Linked DNA regions of Mus musculus: region 2 is linked to region 1. A link is a contact called in public promoter capture Hi-C data. All regions are on one chromosome and are shown on one strand. The core of a region is the stretch at or near the end of the contact, and the rest is flanking DNA. Distances in the headings are between cores, read along the strand shown.

What was found. Promoter capture Hi-C pulls out the DNA fragments that hold promoters and counts their contacts.
Region 2: a promoter capture Hi-C map of hippocampal neurons shows a contact between it and region 1, with 4 times the contacts expected there. The contact joins the enhancer-like site here to the promoter of Syn2 in region 1. A contact is called at or near these places in 2 of 39 promoter capture datasets (hippocampal neurons and macrophages), 4 of 484 Hi-C or Micro-C datasets (the HL-1 cell line, brain, cerebellar granule neurons and 1 more) and 1 of 9 other capture datasets (adipose tissue).

The regions. Positions count from the first base shown.
Region 1 is chr6:115,131,493-115,137,374 of GRCm38.p6, forward strand. Syn2 (synapsin II) reads left to right here and starts at 3,410. Exons shown (of 13, transcript NM_001111015.1): 1 at 3,410-3,968. The coding sequence starts at 3,589. Gm17733 (predicted gene, 17733) reads right to left here and starts at 3,343. Exons shown (of 2, transcript NR_132436.1): 1 at 3,123-3,343.
Region 2 is chr6:115,166,969-115,172,850 of GRCm38.p6, forward strand. The region is part of intron 1 of Syn2 (synapsin II); the gene reads left to right. Among named protein-coding and RNA genes, the nearest start is that of Syn2, 35 kb to the left of the region's middle. Within about 2 kb of position 2,148, at least 18 of the 459 cell types and tissues checked have an H3K27ac peak or open chromatin away from gene starts, as enhancers often do. A contact at or near this core is called in hippocampal neurons and ventral hippocampal neurons, where this site is marked.

The DNA.
Region 1 (5,882 bases), core at 2,160-4,659:
CTTGTCTATGAGAATTTCTTTAGTTTTCCTATAAAATCTACCATCCCTGGGAAGGCTTCTCCCTTTGGCTCTTGTAACACTCACTGCCTGCTCCACTTTCTCGTTACTCAGAGACTGTTCTGCTACTGCTAATTATAAGCTGTCTTCCTAAGGCATGAATTTGGGGATTATTCATACTTGAATCTCCTCTATCATCTAGTCTGTAGCATACAATGTCTTCTGTGTTTTAGATATTTAAAATACGTTTTAAATAGGCTGGTTTAAAAAAATTTATACACATACTAAAAGCTCAATATTTAAGGGAATTCCTTAATGAAATATATTAGAAAAACAGCAAAATCATCTAAAAATAGAAGTTACACTGTGCTGGCTAGCTGTATGTCAGCTTCACACAAACTAGAGTTGTCTAAAGAGGGGAACTTCAATTGAGAAAATGCCTCTATAAGATCTGGCTGTAAGGCATTTTCTTAATTAGTGATTGATGGGGGAGGGCCCAGCCCATTGTGGGTGGTGCTATCCCTAGACTTGTGGTCCTATGTTCTGTAAGAAAGGCTGAGCAAGCTATGAAGAGCAAGCCAGTAAGCAGCTTTCTTTGCCATCATTTGCTGCCTCCAGGTTCCTGCTTGAGTTCCTATCCTTACTTCCCTTGATGGTGAATTGTGATGTAGATGCCTAAGCTGAATAAACCCTTTTCCACCCCAAGTTGTTTGGTTGTGGTGTTTCATCATAGTAATAGTAACCCTAAGACATAAAGAGCCTCTGAAATCCTGCCAATAGAGAAACATTGGAAAAGATTTCTTTGATTTTTCTTAAAAAAAAAATACTTTTAAGAATTTCAGGAAGGAAAGTGTGATAAATTATGTTTATTTGGTTATCGGTGATATAAGTTTTATTCTTCAGTAGGAAAGAACTAAATTATGTAAGGATACAGTTCAATTCTAAAACAGTTAAATCCTTACTATATGGAAGGTAATACACTGGATGTTGGGGGTCCAAAGATGACTAAGATTCAGTTCTATATTTGAAAAGCTCACATCCTAGTCACTAGAATACTTTATTATAATGTCTGCAGGAGATCTGACAAAGTCAGCACACGAAACAGCCCATTCTGGAAGAGCCATGAGTTCACAAGCATCCGTTTCTCTGCCTGAATGCTTCCTTTACTTCTCTATGGGTACATACTCAAAAAAAAAAAAAGATTTTTTTTTTCTACTTGTGTGTGTGTGTGTGGTGTAGTAGTAGTAGTAGTAGTAGTAGTAGTAGTAGTAGTAGTAGTAGTAGTTTGAATGAGAATGGCTCTCATTGGCCCATATGTTTGAAAGCTCAGGCCCCAGTTAGTGGAACTGTTTGAAAAGGACTAAAAGGCCTTGTTGGAGGAGGTGACACTGGGAGTGGACTTTGAGGTTTCAAAAGTCCATGCTAGCCCAGTCTCTGTCTCTGTCTCTCTCAGTTCCATGTCCACCTGCCTGCCACTAGCCATGATTTCAGCCATGATGATAATGGACTAATCCTCTGAAACTAAGCAAGCCCCCAATCAGACGCTTTCTTTGATAAGTTGTCTTGGTCATGGTGTCTCTTCACAGCAACAGAACAGTAACTAAGATAGTGTATCTGTGTAAGTGTTCTGACATGTGTGTGTGGGTGCCCTTGCAGGCCAGATGAGGGTGCCATATTCCCTGGAGCTGTGGTTACAGGTCATCATAGGTCACTTGACCTGGGTGTTGGGAACCAAACTTGGCTCTTCTGGAGGAGTAACAAGTGTTCCAAACTACAGAGCCTTCTCACCAGTTCTGTTAACTTTTACCACACGTCTCAAGACCCATCTTAAACATTACTTCCTCTGAGCAGCCTTTCCTGAGCCTCAGCGGTGAATGAATCCTGTGCCTTTGTTGCTCCTAAACCACCTTATCCAACTGATTTACAGAATTTCTCACATCTCATTGTGGGTAATTGTTGTCTCTAGTTATGAGTCCTTAGCTCTTAGTTGTGAGTTTACCTGAGACAAGGGTTGCTTTCTAATTTTATTGGTTATTTTCACAATTGGCTGCAGGCCTCTCTGATGCTATTGGCTTAGACCTGAGAACCAACTGGGATATACAAAACAGGAACACCCTGCTAACATTAGTGTCAAGACCCTCACTGATTCCATTCAGACTAGCTAATACTACTGAGAAATAAGAATAAGGACTTAGGCCCCACTACTGGCTTATCTACTGCGTACCAGACGCTTTACCTACATGTTCTCATTTACTCCAGCAGCTTTGAAAAGTGCTATCTGTTTTTATTAGCTGTGGAAGAAAAAGGTTCAAGGGAGTAATTTGCCCAAAGTCGTGCATCACTCCAGGTGGTCTGCCTGTCAAGTACATCTGCTACATTTTGTCCAGATACAAATGTAGGGGACTAATATACCTGAAGACAGATCAAAACAAAGGTTCAAAGAGCACACAAAATTTAGAGAGTGCACAGAGAAGTTGGTAGTCAGATAAACCTTCATGGAGATGGTCAGTTAGGGGACTAGGTCGCCCTACAACACTGGGGAACAATGTATGTCAGGGAAGCAAATTGAGGGGGTAGCCTTGGCTATCTGTCTGAGGGATCCTGAAAAGACATTTTCAGTCTTCTCGGGCTCTCTTGCGCGCGCGCGTGCTCTCTCTCTCTCTGGTCAGGGAGAGAATTGTGCACTATTAAGTGGGGCACAGAAATTGCCTCCTAATGTCCTCCAGGGCAGTGTGGAGAGGGTCTGCTTAGGTTCCTTCTTCCTCAAGGAGGGTGAGGTAGCCCTCTACTTCATTGTGGTCTGGACTCCCACCTTTTGGGTCAGGGAGAGGTTTTTCCCATTCAGCACGGGTAGGCAGCTTTTATTCATTCATTCATTCATTCATTCATTCATCCATCCATCCATCCATTCATTCATTCAGGTCTCAGCATACAAGGTGCGCATTAGCAGCAACAGATTAGTCCATTCCTTCTCATCTGAAAGTTGGGGACTTTGGCATCATTTTCCTGAGCTTCAGGAAAGGAAATGCTTCGCTTTGCTCACTGAATGGTGGTCCTGGGTGTGTGTGCGCGCGCACACACACGCCAGAGCGGGTGGAGGGGCAGGTGTAGCTCTTTTCTCTCACCTCAGGGTAGGGAAGCTGACACCTCTCTTCTAACTAGATGGTATTAGGATGGTGTCTTCGTCTGGAACTGGGACACGACTCTCCTCTTGAAACCACGAAGGTGATGATGGTGGGAGACTCTCGGCTTTCCTTCCCTCCACACTGCGAGAGCTCCTGGTTCCCACACAGTCACGCTCAGGTGGCGGGAGGGGACACTCTCCCTTCTCTTTGCGCCAGAGCCTGAAAAGGCGGGGGACGCGCGAGTAGGCGGGGGCGGAGCAGGCTCTGCGGAGAGGGGCGGAGACAGAAGTAGTCACGCCCTCGGCACCGCCCACTGCTCCCTCGCTAACAGGCTCGCTCCCCAGACCCAGAGCGCCGCGGCTGTCTGCTGGGCTCCCGGAGACGCGGACCACCTTCGGTGTCCCCGCGCCGTCCTCCCCGCGCCGCTTGGCCCGCCGCCTCGAGCGCCCTCAGCCCCTCAAGCCAGATGATGAACTTCCTGAGGCGCCGGCTGTCGGACAGCAGCTTCATCGCCAACCTGCCCAATGGCTACATGACTGACCTTCAGCGCCCGGAGCCGCAGCAGCCCCCTCCTGCCCCTGGCCCCGGTGCCGCTACGGCGTCGGCGGCCACCTCAGCTGCCTCGCCCGGTCCCGAGCGCAGGCCGCCACCCGCCCAGGCACCCGCGCCGCAGCCGGCGCCGCAGCCCGCGCCGACGCCGTCGGTGGGCAGCAGCTTCTTCAGCTCGCTGTCGCAAGCGGTGAAGCAGACGGCCGCCTCCGCCGGCCTGGTGGACGCGCCCGCACCTTCGGCCGCTTCCAGGAAGGCCAAGGTGCTGCTGGTGGTCGACGAGCCGCACACCGACTGGTAGGCCCCTGCGGGGTCCGCCGGGGGCAGGGTGTGAAGATGGACCCTCGAGGTCACCCGGGAGAGCACCGGGGACGAGCAGGTGTCTGTGTGTGGGAGGGGCGAGGGCAGGCGTTGACCTCCCAGAGACATGGGTCCTAAGGTAAAGGACTCGGTGGCCTCCAGGCCGGTGGCAGAGCAAGCTACTTCATTAAGCACCAATGGAGCTTAAAAATAGTGATAAGTCGACCACGCTCTAAAGGAAGGCCACACAGCCAAGAATATTTGGGCAGCACATATTGGCTGTGACAGTGGTGGTGGGGACACCACAAAGTTGGGAAGGAAGAGAAGGAGGGATGGATCTGGAAAGAGCTGGGGGAGGGAGGGTGAAGATGATCAAAACAGGTTGTACAACATCCTCAAAGAACTAATAAAAAACAAAAACAAAACACAAATACTTATGGTGGGGGGGGGGCAGGCTTAACAGTTTAGACGCATACAAGCTAAGGTGAAAATGGACCCAGATGGCCATCAAAATAAAGGACACCAAAAAAGATTCTAGTCTGCAAGGTTTGGAATGAGTTGGGAGTGGATATTAGTATTTAAGTTGGATAGGTGTTTTTGTTGTTGTTATTGTTTGTTTGTTTTGTTTTAAACCTGTACCTGTATTGATATCAAGGTGGGTTAGATCACAGGTGTCTCAGAGTGTGATTGACATCTGTTTAAAAATAATGAGATTATTATATATATGCAACAGGGAGGGGATATATGTTTTAAAAATTTTGTTCTCTCTCTTCCCTTCTCTCCCTCCCTCCCTCCCTCCCTCCCTCCCTCCTTCCCTCCCTCCGTGTGTGTGTGTGCGTGTGTGTGTGTGTGTGTGTGTGTGTGTGTGTGTGCGCGTGCGTGCGTGCATGCGAGCATGCGTGCTCCTGTGTTTGTGTGTAAACGATGGTGGCTTTTTCAGCTGGATGATGAAGACCTAAGTAAAAACATTACATATTGTTAAAGGGCACAAATAAAATGATTGGCCTTAATGCAGTAAAGGGGAAACTTCAAGAATGCTTTTCTTTTCTTTCTTTCTTTTCTTTTTCTTCTTTTAAAAAGAGCTATAGGGAATGGGGATGATTGGGGAAGGTGTTAGGTTTAGTTGAGAAACACATGAATGAGGTCCACTGAAGACTAATTAAGAGCTTCAGAGTGGTTCCTTTGATGCAGTAGGACGCTGACTTAAGCGATGGTGGATGGTGGGCTGACTGGTGGGTATGGAACCATGAAAAGGCCAGAGCCTTAGGTGTTTTTTCCTTTGGAATGTGAGGGAGCAATTTTTGTTTTCCTTTTCCTAAGGGGATGAGGTTGATTGGTGCCTGCACCTGAGAATTCTTCCCAAGAGGAAGACACAGGGACCCCAGAGCTGTTTATTTCTCTTGTAGCTGCTTTCCTGTTGTGCTTTCTCTGCCATTCCTTCACTGAGAGACTTGGAGGGAGGGAGGGAGGGAGGGAGAGAGAAAGAGAGAGGAGAGAGAAAGAGAGAGAGAGAGAGAGAGGGAGAGAGGGAGAGAGGGGGTGCTGGGATGAACTGGTGGAAGTGACATGTTACCTGGAGCTGTAGGGCTTCCTGCTGTTACCATGCTGGAATCATTTCCTCTGGGTGGGTTGTGTGGTTGGCCCTTATTTTTCAAGATAGTAGAGTAGAAAAGACCTTTATCAGGAACTGGGAAAGGTAATGGGGAATAACAGGAAGGTAATGTGGGAAAGTACGACAGTAGTGCCACTGGCAGTCTCCTGGAAGAATCACTGGCAGTTCAAATCAACAAGTGTTTGCTCAGGAGGAAGGGAAGGGAAGGGAGGCAAGCTCTATGCAAGCATCCATTGTATGTCAGATTCTCTGGTAAGGAGGGACTCCTAATGTGGTATTCTATTGGGTCTTCAGAAAAC
Region 2 (5,882 bases), core at 898-3,397, 34 kb after region 1:
GGAGTCAGCTAGGTTCCAGATGTGAGGCAGAGCAGGACACAAGAAACTGTGCTCTGAAGCTTGGGCATTTTAAAATTGAGGCATTATTTACATCTTATAAAATTCACTGCTTAAACATATAATTAATTGGTTTTAGTACACTCGTAAGGTTGTGTAACTAACTGTCAGAACTATTCAATTCCAAACCCTGTTCCTCATCCTCATAAGAAACCCCAGCCCTCTCGTCCTAGGCAAACACTAAGTCTGTTTTCTTGTTCTGTCGATTTCCTTGTTCTGGACACTGCACAGAAATGGAATAATACAACATGTCGCCCTTGTGTCCGGCTTCTTTCATTTTAGCTTAACATTTTCAAAGTTCTTCCACATTTTAGTATTTCAACATTTTGCTCCTATTTATTTATTTATTTATTTATTTATTGTTTATGAGATAGGCTCTCCCTGTGTTGTCTTGGCTGTCCTGGACACAATATCCAGCTGGAATTTTATTTCTTTTTACAGAGTATCCCCTTGTATATAGTTACCACATTTTCTTTATGTAGGCATCATTTAATGTTTGATCTGTTTTCATGTTTCTATTTCATATGTTGTAAATAATGCTTTGAGCAGCTTTTGTTCACAAGCAAGTATCTCTGCCCTTCTTCCCCTTCTCTTCCTTTTCCTCCTTCCCTCTTCATCTTCTACCTCCCTCGTTTTTCTTCTTTCTTCTCCCTCTCCCTCCTCCTCCCTCCTTTTCTCCTTACCCCTCCCCAGGTTCTGGGTGTACTCTTAAGTATGTGCAAAGGAGTAGAGGTGCTGGGTCTGTGTTTAACGTTTTGAAGACAGCCAGACTGTTTTTCCAGTGGTGGCTGTGCCATTTCATGTGGCACGTGCATCATTATACATTTTACATGGGTCCCCACCATCAATTTATTAAATCATTGACTCTAGTTACATTTTTTTTAAAAAAACAAATACTGCTATAGCCATCCTAATGTGTATGAATTGTCATCTTTTTGTGGTTTGGTCTTGAATTTCCTTAATTATGTATGATGTTGAACATCTATTGATTTATTTACTGGCTGTTTGTATATTTTCTTTTCATAGAGAAATATCTATGCAGTTCCTAGTCTCTGATTTAACCAGACTAATTGGGTGGGCTTAATTACATGGGATTTTTTCTTGCTTTGTGAGAGCTCTTTATATATTCGAAGTCCATATTCTTTACTAGATACCTGATTTGCTGATACTTTCTACTATTCTTTGTATTATCCTGGCACTTTTGGTAGGCCTGAAGCACAAGTTTTAGATGTAAATTTATAGTTCAATTTGTCAGTTCTTTTAAACAATGGTTTTGTTGCTTGTTTTGTGCATTTTTAAGAAACTATTGTTGGGGCTGGAGAGATGGCTCTGTGGTTAGAATACTGCTCTGGGAGAGGAGTAAGGGCAGGTCCCGTCACAACCGCCTGGATTCCAGCCCCAGGTCCAGTGCCACCTTACCTTATGTCCTCCTCAGACACTGCACTCGCATGAAACCCCACTCATACACATGCACATAATTAACAGTAAAAATTAAATATTTAAAAAGAAACTATTATCAAGTAAAAGTTTTTGAAGATTTGTACTTGTATGTTTCTATACCCCGGGGACTCAAACCAAGATCTTGCATAAGCTAGGCAAGTGCTTTATTGCTGGGCTATACTCCCAGACCTAACAGCTGCACTGTCTTCAGTGCTTTTATAGATTCCCTCTTCCATTTGGGTTCTTGAATTATCTTGCCTAAATTTCTGTTTATAGTGTGAATTAGGACTTCAGCTCCATTCTTTAAAATATAATATCTATCTATCTATCTACATATATTTCTGAATTTTTAATATTTCACTCAAAAAAGGGATTGGAGAAATAAGCATAGCTAAAGGAAAAGAGATATTCTAGGTGGAAAAGCCAGGCATCCTTTATCTGCCTGGAGATGCAAGGGTAACATGTGCTTCTCTGTTCTCTTCTATATCCTGCAACCCAGAGGTAATTTCTTAGAGCTGGAATATTGGGAAGAGGAAAGAGATGAAGATATGAAACAGATTTTGTTTCAGAAGAGAAAGGGATGGGCGTGGGTGTGGGATCTCATGTGTCCAGGCATCAAAACTTGGCAGAGAATTTACTCTGAGCAGATGGAGTGAGGATTTCATTGCCTGACAGACTGACTCAGACTTGCCTCCCTGCAACCAGCTACCACTGGGGACGGTTTGCATCTCTGGCAAGAGCTATGGGATTATGGCATTCCTCCTCCTGTTCTAGTAGTGGAGAGTTCAAACTCTCCAGAGTTTGCCCCGGTGTTCTGTAAGGAGCTGATGTGTTTGACCTTGGTCCTCAGGAGTGATGACTGGGAGATGGACATTTCTTAGTCTAATATATAAACAGGCAAAGTGGCTTCTACAATCCATATTGGTTTAGAGAGGACTTTTAAATTGGATTGGAGCGTGCATATATGTTCTTCCAGCTCCTACTCTGCTCTGGAATTATGAGAGACAGGAAACGGAAGCTTCCATGCAGGCCAGTGATTGGCCTAGTGAAGTCAGCACATGACATGCTGTGGGTGGGTGGGTGGGTGGGAGGGTGGGAGGGGGACTAGGAAAGGTTTAGAATTATTTTCTAAGTAAGCAGCTTTTCAGAAATTATGGATTTTGCAACCAGTCACGATTTTAGAAACTTGTGAAGATGAGCATGCTTTGGATTAGTTCGTGTCCTTCCTTTTAGCTTCTGCCTTGCTAATCTAGTCTGGAAATGCTGCCAGGCTCTCCCCAACAAATCCTTACTTTCATTATGCTATTCAGGTGCCCCAGTGCCTGCTGATCTGCACCAAGCCCATCATACTGAAGCTTTGAAATTTATGTCTAGCCATGTTTCTTATCTTCCCTCCAGCATTTGTCATTTGCTCCTGGCAGACTTATCTCCTCTTCTCTGTCCCCTAAGATAGAGTATTAATCTTTACCTGGGCCTCTTTCTCCAAACATTTTTCTTCTCTAGCAAAGTCCTGTCTGTCCTGTAAGATTTAGTTTAACTTTGCCTTCCTTCCAGCTATTATAGATTAATATCTGTACTTATCAGGCATATATAGTAATTTCCAAATAATTTAATGGTAAATGATACCATATTTTAAATGTATTAGTGTCAAATATGAGTCCTTTGGCGTTACAGGATGTTTCCTTTTCTTACCTTTGCCTGATATTTAAGATATTGCGGTTGCTGGAGAGATGGCTCAGCAGTTAAGGCTGTGTACTGCTATTGCAGAGGACCTGAGTTCTATTCCCATTATCCATATTAGGTGACTTATAGTGGCCTGCCTGTAAGCTCTCCTCCAGGGGATCAGGCACTCTCTTCTGGCCTCCATGGGTACTGCACTCATGTGCTCAAACACACATACAGACACATAATTTGAAAAATGAAAGTTGTTTAAAAATGTGGCAAGGGGCTGAAGATATGGCTCAGTGGTTAGGAGTGTGTACTACTCTTCAAAGTAGTTTGTTTCCACAGTGGGACTCCCTTGAGAACACTAAAATTTCATGTACAGATGGTTATCAATTGGAGATTGCTTCTGAGTTGGGGATGGGGCATGCATCCACTTCTCTTTTCAGATCTAAGACCCCATCTGGTGCAGACCCGTGCAGGCCCTGTGCACACTGCCTCAGTCGCTGTGAATTCATATGTGCACCAGTCTTACTGTGTTTAGAAGGTCTTGTTTCTTGCCTAGCAGTAGATGGATATCAGAAAATGAACTTAATGGGATTGGGGGGTTGGGTCTTTGTTCTTACAATATGTCAGGGCTTGCCCTTCTTTCCCCCTTCCCTTCCCTTCCCTTCCCTTCCCTTCCCTTCCCTTCCCTTCCCTTCCCTTCCCTTCCCTTCCCTTCCCTTCCCTTCCCTTCCCTCCCTCCTTCCTTCCTTCCTTAATATTTTAATTTTAATTTTTAAATTCATATTCTCTCTCCACCTCCCTCCCTCCCTCCTTCTCCTTCCCCCTTCTCTTTTTTACCCTACAGGTTTTCTGCATATATATCAGGGCTTCCGGTTTTGAGTTTTTTATGGGATTTATGAGTATGAACTCTGTGTCTGTATGTTTCTCACACCTTTTCTTGGTCTCTTTTGCTTCTGTTTGTTTTGTCCTATTCTGATTTATCTTATTTTATTTTATTATTATCCATTAGAAGTCTGTTTGTTTCCTAATGAGGGGCAGAAAGGAGGTGGGTCCAGATGAGAGGAGAGATAAGGAGAATCTAGGAGGAGTAGAGTATATATCCATATCATTTATCGTTAGTATATATTATAAGGAAAAAACTGTTTTCAATAGAAGAAAAATAAAGAGTGCATACGATTCTTGCATAGGACCCGAGCTTTGTTCCCAGGTCCCATATCTGGTAACTTACAACTGACCATAAATCTAGCTCCAAGTGATTCAGTATTTCTGGACTCCTCAGACACTCGTACACATATGCACATTCCAACACACATAGGCACACACAGAGAGTACAAATCTTTTTTTTTTTTTAGAAAATTGTGCCTAACAGCAATAGTATATTTTGTTGATAATTAACATTAAAATTTTATAATAATTGGTATTTACATATTATTTTAGAGTTCAAAAATGCCTTTACATTTATTATTGTTCTTCATTTTCTCACAAAATGTGTGACACTCTGACTCAAAAATGAAAAAAATAGAATTGGTTATTTATGTAGATAAGACCAAAATCTAAGGTTTGAGTCTATTGGAAATTATAGCTAGCTTTAAAATTTCTAAACAAATCTTAGTTTTCCCTAAAGGATTTATAGATATCATCTAATACTATGGAAACACCCTTGTAGCGTAATGAAAATATAACATCTTGTAGAAGACTAGACTAGTGCTGAGATTGTCAAATGTTCAGACACAAGTGGATCTGAATTAAGAAAGGTGCAGACTCTATTCTGCAGAGAACTGAATAATGCTCCCAGCCTTCACTTTCTGCCCATGCTTACCCAGGACCTCAGAATGTGACCTTGTGTTGGCATAGAGTTTTCAGAAATACTTGTCTAAAGAACTTGAGATTATATCATCCTACATTCAAAATGGGGGAATAAATCCAATGCTGTATCCTTGCCATAGAGGAAGCACAGAGAAACGTTGTCTTTCTTAGGAGAGAAGGCCATGTGTGCATCCTTAATCAGCTTGGGTCCTGGTACCCTGACGAGGGGCGGTAAAGGAATAAAGAAATGGCAGACAGATGAACAGAAGAAACGCTGGGATTGGGTGGGCTGGACTCTGATGGAGAAGCTACAGCACAGAAGTTCAGTGTGTTTATTACATACAGTTGAAGGGGGCAGATACTGTATATAGCTGAACAAAGAGGCAGGATCATTGCAGACAGGCGAACAAGGAGCCAGGTTTAGCTCTCTGAAGGGGAACAGTTTCAGTCGGTGAACATGGTTGGGGCAGGGCTGGGGGAAAAAGCTACAGTGAACATTTTTAGAATACATTGCCAACAATCTTACTTGGATCAGAGGAAAGCTTTGTCATCTCTCCGAGCTTACCCCTGAGAAGACCTATTTCCCATGATTCTAAGGCACCGAGGTCCTTGACATGGCCGTCCTCATATTAGCAACACACATTCACTCAGGGCTTTAGGAGACTTCACATCAGCAGCCACAAGCCAGGGCCCAGCAAAGATTGCTGATAGTCACCAGAATCTGGAAGAAACAAGGTCCCTTATCGCCTTCAAAAGTAAAGTGACCTAGACGATACCTTAACCTCATGTTTCTACTCTGAGAATGTAAGGGGAAAGCATTGCACACATTACATAGTTTGCAATTTACTTAGGTGAAATGGTCTGTCTATGCTGGATCAGCTAAACTTGAAAAGGGTGGACTAGCCAAG